Regions from separate parts of the Gossypium hirsutum genome. Here region 2 is linked to region 1. Evidence: chromatin contacts called from public Hi-C data. All regions are on one chromosome and are shown on one strand. The core of a region is the stretch at or near the end of the contact, and the rest is flanking DNA. Distances in the headings are between cores, read along the strand shown.

What was found. Hi-C and Micro-C count contacts between places; a contact is called where the count stands out from the background.
Region 2: a contact with region 1 is called in a Hi-C map of leaf, with 1.7 times the contacts expected there. The contact joins the promoter of LOC107962585 here to the promoter of LOC107962582 in region 1. A contact is called at or near these places in 2 of 34 Hi-C or Micro-C datasets (hypocotyl and leaf).

Annotation. Positions count from the first base shown.
Region 1 is chrA06:9,609,414-9,613,753 of Gossypium_hirsutum_v2.1, forward strand. It overlaps LOC107962582 (calmodulin-binding receptor-like cytoplasmic kinase 3), which reads right to left and starts at 2,352. Exons shown (of 8, transcript XM_016899028.2): 1 at 2,169-2,352; 2 at 1,122-1,862; 3 at 787-1,017; 4 at 447-715. The coding sequence starts at 1,377.
Region 2 is chrA06:9,760,387-9,764,726 of Gossypium_hirsutum_v2.1, forward strand. It overlaps LOC107962585, which reads left to right and starts at 2,161. Exons shown (of 3, transcript XM_016899033.2): 1 at 2,161-3,001; 2 at 3,641-3,825. The coding sequence starts at 2,479.

The DNA.
Region 1 (4,340 bases), core at 1,102-3,601:
ACCTATGTTGTATTCCTAGTGTCAGCCTTACAATGTTAGTGTTCTTGTAGGTCAACTGATTCACTGTTATCTTCCCTACAAATTATTAGACCATGAAATCTAAGATGCTTCTGCAATTCTGTCTTAAACTAACATGCTAAAGAATGCATGTCAAAAGAGAGTAAGTCATCGGAATCTGAAAATAAACATATTTTATCCCCATCTACTTTTATATGTGGCACTCTTATGTAGGAACACATCCAATAGGAGAATCCTGTGGATCTCTAATATGCAGACAGTTAATATCTGTTAACAATCTGAACATTCTGTTTTGTAAATGTAATGATTCTAACTTGAGTGCAATGATTTACTCGTCATCCCATATATAACACAAATTTTGCTAATAAAACAGAAAACGATTGGGAGAAATGTTATAGAAATAAATATAGGTAAGCATATTTACTTACCTTTTTTGCTCGTTTAATGGCAACTATCTGGCCAGAATCTAGCTGGGCCTTGTAAACAGTTCCAAACCCTCCTTCGCCTATCTTTAGAGCGGAAGAGAAATTACGGGTAGCTCTGGCCACCTGGGTCATATTGAGATGCACTGACCTGATTCTATTGAGTTGTGGAGACATTGAGAATCTTGAAGGACTAGGTGGTATCCTAAGTGGGCTGGCCGGAACCTTCTCGGGAAGAGAATGAATACTCATTTCTAAAGGGGCAGCTGAATCAACTGCAGAAACAGAACCATCATTCACAACACTGCTATGTTGTTTATAAATTGTAATAAAAGTAAAGACTCACTCGAATTTGCATCCTTTGAAAGAACAGTGTGGTCAGTTGCTCTCTTTTTCCTGTAAAGACAGGGGCAAATAAAAACACAGGTTAACAACACTCCAGCTGCTGCTCCTAACCCTACTTTTGTTGAGGCCGGATATTTTCCATTATTCTTCCCCTTCAGGTCATCATCAGGTCCCTCATCTTCTTTTTTCGGCTCTTGCAATAATTTTCGGCCTCCTCCTACTGATAAATCAACTGGCAAAACCAAAATTCACTGATAAAGATTCTAAGAAATTTATATCTATTATGTAATAAACTTCATAAGTACAAAATCAGAAACCTGAAACAATGCGTGTTACCTAATGAAACGTCCAAACCACAATTGGCTCCACTATAGCCTTCCAACTCACAATGATCTGCATAGTGCAACTGTAGGACCTTGCAGAACAAAACTTTATCTACTTGATTGCCGTTCAAATAAAACAATTCAGTACCATACAAATTCGAGTACGCTATGTGATCCGCACCACAAATCTTCGACTTTACTTTGATCCCAGAGGCAAAGAATGTTGATAATTGCATAAACAAGAGTAGACCAAACATAGAGGCAGCCATTCTCAATGAGTTAGCTCTCAAACACCATAAAAATCTAAGCTACAAATGAAGCATCACTTATTCTGCGTTGCATCCAAGTAATATCAAAGGAGAGAAACATAGCAAAATCAACTCCTGGAACCTTAATTACTTCATTCAATGTTGCCCATACTCAATACAGCGTATTAATGATGCACAGTAACCAAGGTAAAACCCCAATAAACAAAATCTAATATCAACAATCAAAAAAAAGAAAAAAACTCAAACTGGGTAAGAAATTCACTTTTCATCTCCAAATTAACAAAGGAGACGACTTCAAGAGATTTTTCTAATCGTTCAATTCTCTTTCTTAAAAGGCCACTGCAAATTTTGACCTAAGTCTTCACGGTTGAGTTGACTGAATCAACAATGATCCCTGAAACCCTGATAAGATATCAAAGCTGACCCTTTCATGTAAAGCCTCCCAAAAGTGTTTTAAACAGTTAACTCCAACATAATAGCAAACCCTGCAAAATTCAATCAAAGCTTCAAACTTCGTGATCAAATTCGAAGTCACTTCCAGTTGACGAAGTACATATATATATATGAAAAAGAACAAAAGAAAAAAAGAATCAAAGTTGAAAAGTACTAGGAGAGAAATTGAAAACCCCAGAAAACCATAACCAATAAAATGAAGTGAAACGACTCAATTCACCAAATCATGAAAAGAAAAGAACCCAACAGCAAAAACATCTAAAAAAACCTCAACAAAAGAAAAAAAGAAAAGAAAAGAAGGAATCGAAAAAGAAAGAAGTAGACAGGAAAGACCAAACCTGAAAAGTGACAGATAAGGGCGGCTAGTTAAGGAAGAAGAGAAAGAAAACGAAGATCATTGCTGTTGTTGGAGTTGGGAGTTGCTTCAGCTTAGCGTGCGAAATAACAAGGAAAAGACCTGACCGGCCCTTTTGTTTGAAACAAAGGAATATGGTGTGCTGTTTTGAGTTTTGACGTAACCGATGGCTGTATCCATGTACTTTTTTACTCCCAATTTATTTTGGTTCAATTACATCACTTGTTGTTAAAGTTTGAGTAAGTTTTGTTTTAATCATCGAATTATTTAAAAAATTTTATTTAAGTTACTGAACTATTCGAAAGATTTTTTTAAGTCATTAGGTTATTAATTTTTTTAAAAGTTTTGCTAGTGAGTTTTGAGTGACAATTCGATGGTTGATACAATGGATCATGCCCATCGATGAGTAATAGAACTTACTTTAAATCCAAATCAATCTAATTATCAGTTTTGGAGATCGAAAAAAAACTGTTTGAAATTTAATTCGCAGATTTGTGACATCTAAAAATTGTTTCATGACAAAAACTAAATTATAAAAAAATGAAAGGAAAAAAAGCTTTCAATTGATGCAGACAATACAAACAAACAAAGCCATATAACATTGATTTTAACAATCTAGTGACTTAAATAAAAATCTTAGAATAATTTAGTTAAGTGACCAAAATGAAAATTTACCCATAATTTAATAACTAATTGTGCAATTGAACCTATTTGTTCATCAAGACACCAAAATATAATAATAAGGAAGAAAATAATATAAAAAAATAGTTGGACAACTTTGACCTTTTAGTGATCAACGGCTTTGTTTGAAAATATTTAAATTCTTTCAATAAAAAAAAAGAAAATTGATTGTGTGATAGATATACTAATAATTGTAAATACCAAACAGTGCGGAAGTCCTAATTATGTGAAGGGAAATTGTGAGCTGGGAATATTCTTTCATTAGATGATGCCATACCTCAATATTTAGCAATAAATGAACTGCTTCATTTATTATACTAATTTTGTACTTAAATGAAAGAAAATATACTCTTATGGAGTATATTTATTAATATCCCAACATTTATTGCCTTTTATTTATCTAACATTCTTAAAGTTTTTATGAAAATTTCTCCTATTACTATTATATTTAATTTCAAAATCATATATCATTATAGTTTTTGATTATATCTATTCTTTTTTAAACAATGCTTAAAATTACTCATAATCCTTCCCTAACCCATAAATAGGAGGATAATGTGCTTAACTGCCCTTGAATCCATGTCCTCTTACAAATACCATTTAAGCTAAATCTTAATCGATTTTGACCTCATAATTTTACATTCTCAGTAATGATATTCTTTTGAAAATAATCTCAAGGTTGTTTGAAACAAATTAAACTAGTCGATCAGATCAATTGGATTAGGAAATAGTTGAGATATCTGCTCAAAGAATGGCATTGAACTAGTTGACTTGAGAATTGGTACAGATTGGTTGAATTGGGAAAAAAATCAATTGAACCAAATTTTTAATATTTTTATTTTTATAAATTTTTAATAATTAATCGAATTGAATTGATCAATTAGATCGACAAACGAATTCAACTATTGATCTGGTCTTGAAAACCTTGGGTAATCCTTATTTTGTAATCATTTTACCCTTTTCTTTTATAATTTTGATGATTTTTTTTATCTTTTAACTCAAACAAAAAAAATTTGTATTTTTGTAATAATAGTAATTTATTTTATTTATTTACAATAATGATAATTAATATATTATTTATAATAGTACCATGTTAAACGTATGATTTAAGAACACCGTGAGGAACATGCAAAGCATCTTTTATATATAGCCCTAAAGCTTGCACACAGTAACTAAAATAGAAAAAAAATTGATTTATGAGCCTTTAAAATTTATAGAAATTTAAATAAGTTAAAATTATATTTTGAACCTCTTAAAATGATAAAAAATTAATTTAATTTTTTAAAAATTATAAAAATATAAATATTAAAATCGTGAAATTATATTTTTACTATTATAAAAATATACAATTCAATTTCGACCCCCTTAAATTTTTTTTTTTGATTTCGCCCCTGCTTACACACAAAAAAAGATTTTTGTATATTTTGCTAAATAATTTGGACTAAATCCATTTTTTTTTATGAATTTTGTCCAA
Region 2 (4,340 bases), core at 911-3,410, 150 kb after region 1:
GAGATTTGATTTTAGCTTGATTTGAATGCCTTGTTATGACTTATTGTTGTGTAAAAATGTTGAGTTAGGTTGATGTCAATTTGGGTGAAAAATGTGGCTTAGAAAATGACCTATTTTTGTCTACACAAGTAGAGACACGAGCATGTCTCTTAGCCGTGTGTCAGTGACACGGCTGTGTCCCCTGCATCTTATTTAAATTGCAAGTCAGTCTGCTCACACGGCCTAGCACACGGGCGTGTGGCTTGGCTGTGTGACCCAAGTCAGAGAGTTACACGGGTATGGACACGAGCTAGGACATAGCTATGTGCCCCTATTTCAAATTTCCACACGGCCTGAGACATGGGTGTGTCTCTTGACCGTGTGAGTCACACGGCCTGACCACATGAACATATGCCTCCTGTATCTTTAAAAAATTTTAATATTTTTTGAAAAATTCTTTGAATCCCCGATTTAGTGCCGACTTATTTCCAATGTGTATTTTGAGCCTCGAGGGCTCGTATAAGGGACAATATGATTAGTTTTGATTGGTTTCTGGTATGAATGCTAGATGATATGAAATGTTTGTCATTTAATTTGTAAATTTTGGTAATATTCCATAACCTTATTCCAGCAATAGATACGGGTTAGAGGTGTTACAAACAAGGACCATCTTACACTACGATCAAAATTTTATGCCCAAAATGGTTTGGATCTGAGGGGTCGACAATATTGTAGATCCCTCTACTAAGGACACTGACCCGAAAACTTGAAAGGAGATCTTTGATTCCATCTTTAGCTACACCCCACTCAATACATCACTAAAAAAATCTTACGAAAAATTAAAAAGGAAGGGATCCTATGCTACCAAATCCATGGAAAAGGGGGAGACTAAGGCGAAGAGCCTATTTCACAAAGATAAAGAGCAAGGCATGAAAATTGCTTTCATCTCAAAATGCTATTGAAATGGTCATTTGAAAAATGACATTAGAGAAGTTTCATAAAGCAATCCACTAGTCATTGGGAAGACAATGGCATGAAGACCATTGGATAAAAGCCTAAAAGGTTTGAAGTATTGAATTATTGATGAACGACAACGAATCTCTTAAGAAACACTTCATGGACACTAAGTTTATGGACACTAAGTAAATTTGAATGTTCCATTTAGGAGAGAAGATGGGATTCATATAGAGATCATCCTCAAGAATAGCGAGCTAATATGTTCCTTCACATCATTATGGCTGATGGCATTGCAAATAAAGTGAAAAAACTATCCTAGTGAGAAATAGAAAAGTCTAATAAAGGATGAAAAGCTAAGGACAGAAAAGGAAAATGATCTCTTTGATCTTGCTCAACTCCATTAGTTCTCCCTATTGAGGTTCCCTCACTTTTTTTTACCACGTGAAAACATTTGCACTAGGTAAATTTGTCATAAGTTGAAGAGCAAACAACCAATAGCAATCTCTTTAGTTCTCTTAATTAGAAGAAGATTTCTATTTAGTTCTCCCTATTGGAAATTAAAACTCGAAAACCTTACTAAGTGACCTTCATTTGCATTCCCACTTTGCCAAAATGAAATGTTTCAATGAGAAAGGACCTATCGAATCTTAAAAAATCTATTAGGAAGACCAACACTAGTCCCTCCATCACTTTTCGATGGCAACACTAAAAAACAAAACTCTGATCTTAATGGGGTCACATTAATTTAATTTGAACATTCCTTTAATCTGATCAACCACCACCCTATCAATAGGACCTAAGTGATAGGGCATTTGTTCAATAAAACCCACAATAAGCCTCAAACTCTCTCCTCTCCACCAGCGAAGGCCACGGCTTTATTATTATCAAGAACTCTAAATGTATCTTACCAAGCACATGAAAACCTCCTAGCAGCTCTATTCAAACTTCTTTAAAGTCTTTTAAATAAGTTTTACTCAAGCATTTATACCTACAACATAATATTTTTACTATTGTGATAAAAGTTTATTGACGAATTATATATTTGAAAATGAAAAGACATGCATTAAAATGGAAAATACCTATTTTAGTAAAAGAAAGTACATGTATACCAATACGATTTTGATTAACTTGATGGGAGAAGAGCAAAAACGGCAAGAAACAGTGACGTGTGGAGATATGGTAATGTTATGTTAAATCCAATAAATATAAAAAAGAAAATAGGGAAAGCGATGAAGGGAAAATTAAATAGACGAGTGTCCAGAAAAAGGCAAAAAACTAACAAACAAAGCAATGGATAGATAAATTAAAGCCTCTCCTCTCCGCCAACTAACGCTAAAACACCGCCACAGCCACCGCCACCGCCACTGCCCTCACTTCTTCAACTTCAACTCTTTTTCTTTTTTAAATTAATTTTATTTATTATAAACAAAAGAAAAAATAAATTTCTAGAAAGAGGGAGCAAAGCTGAACTTTATGCTCTTTTTCTCTCTCAAATTTCAGCTAACTGTAAAAAAGTAATAATTATAATACTAATCTTCCATAATGTCTTGGCTGTTGAAGTCTCTCCAATCCGAAGTTCCTCGTTCGCCCACGCCTTCACCAGATCACAGTCCCACCAACCTAAACGGCGGCGTCAAGGACGATCTTTCTCTCATCGGGGAGACTATAGGCCGCCAACTACGTGGAGTCGCTGCGTTCTTAGCACCGCCTCCTTCGCCGCCTTCCATCAATGCCTCCGAGCGAGGGCTAGAACAGGAACAAGTACAAGAGCCGCAGTCAGATAAGCTCCTGGGGATCCGCAACGATTTGGCGGAGATCGGTGGCAGCTTCAAGAGCGGGCTTTCGTTATTATCAAGTAACAGAGCGGTGACGGAGATCTCTAGATTCGCTTCGAGTTTATTACAGTTCCCGGATCAAGATGATCATGGTGGTCATGATGAGGATGATGACGATGAAGATTACGATGACGGAGTGCCGGGAATTACCGATGAGGTGATTAAATTTGTTAAAGAAATTTCCAACCGACCAGAGCTCTGGAATGATTTTCCTCTCTCTTTACATAACGGTACTTTCTTTTAAAACCTTTTAATCTCTTCAAAACTAAATTTTCTGTATATTGCATTTGTTTTACTTAATTATTGTTAACACCTAGTTAGGTTTTAAGCTAGGGATTTTAATTAGTTCTCCAAAGTATTAAGTTAATCACATCTATAATCTGTTGTAGTAGCAAGGAAGGTCAAATGCAGAATAGACTAGGCTTATTTGTTTTGTTATTTGAGGCAGCTTCCTCCATTATTTGCAGTACTTGACCTTTTCTACAATTGTGGAACATTAGATTAGTTATTTTCATTATTAGAAGGGATTTACTATGCACTGTTTCTGGTGTTGCTTAATTCGCCATTATAGTAAAATGTGCATAAGGCCAGCGTGACTTATGCATTGAATGCAATATTATCAAGGGGACGTTTTAGTGTTGTTTGGTTGAATTAGCTTGCTTATGGCTGGCATTCAAGTGGGAAGTTCTGATTTGTGCGCTGTGAGGAGATTAAGGCTCCACTACTTTGGACCATAGTCTTAGCGTCATAGGAGCATATTATAGAAGGGTATTTGGGGAGAACTTACCCTTTAGCTTCTTCTCTTTTCCAGTTCTTCCACAAAGCTAATGGAAATTTATGGGTAACAAGGTATTGGCTTATTACTGCAGATTTCAAAATGTCTGAGGATCAGATAGAACATGCTGAAAATATTGAACACCTCGTCCCGAGTTTTGAAGCTCTTAGAGTTGGCCTTCAGAATAACTTGGGAGATGAAAGGTTTTGGATGATATATTTCATATTGTTGCTTCCAAGACTGAATGAGCATGATTTTGAGGTTCTTTCAAGCCCTGAGGTAAGAGATCTAATATATTTATATTGTTTTGTTCAATGGTACTTGTTTTCCATTTATCTTCCTTTCTGCCACAAAACACACGCCTTTGGTATGGGAGATGTAGGACTAATATAGATGCATGTTATATTGCTTTTCAACTTAGTTCATCCAACATTATGCTTTATTTGAGAAACATGTTCTTGTATCTGGAAGAGCTAATAGCCTGATGCTGTTTGCTCAATTACATATTCCTGTATACATTGTCGGTGCATGAACACTGCAGTCGTTGTGTAGTAATTATGCTCAATTTGTATTTATGTAAATAATGTCTATAGTATACATATACTTGCTACTACTTTGAAAGTTTTGTGGTCATCTTTGCAACTACTAGAGTGCCCTGCTGAAAACTCCATGAAATGGGCCCACTATCTTCTGAATCCATGATCTGCAACTTATGGAGCAAAAAAATCACACCCTCCTCAACTTCATTCTATTCTTCATTTCCCTAAGAAATGCTTCTCCTTTATGTTGCTCTC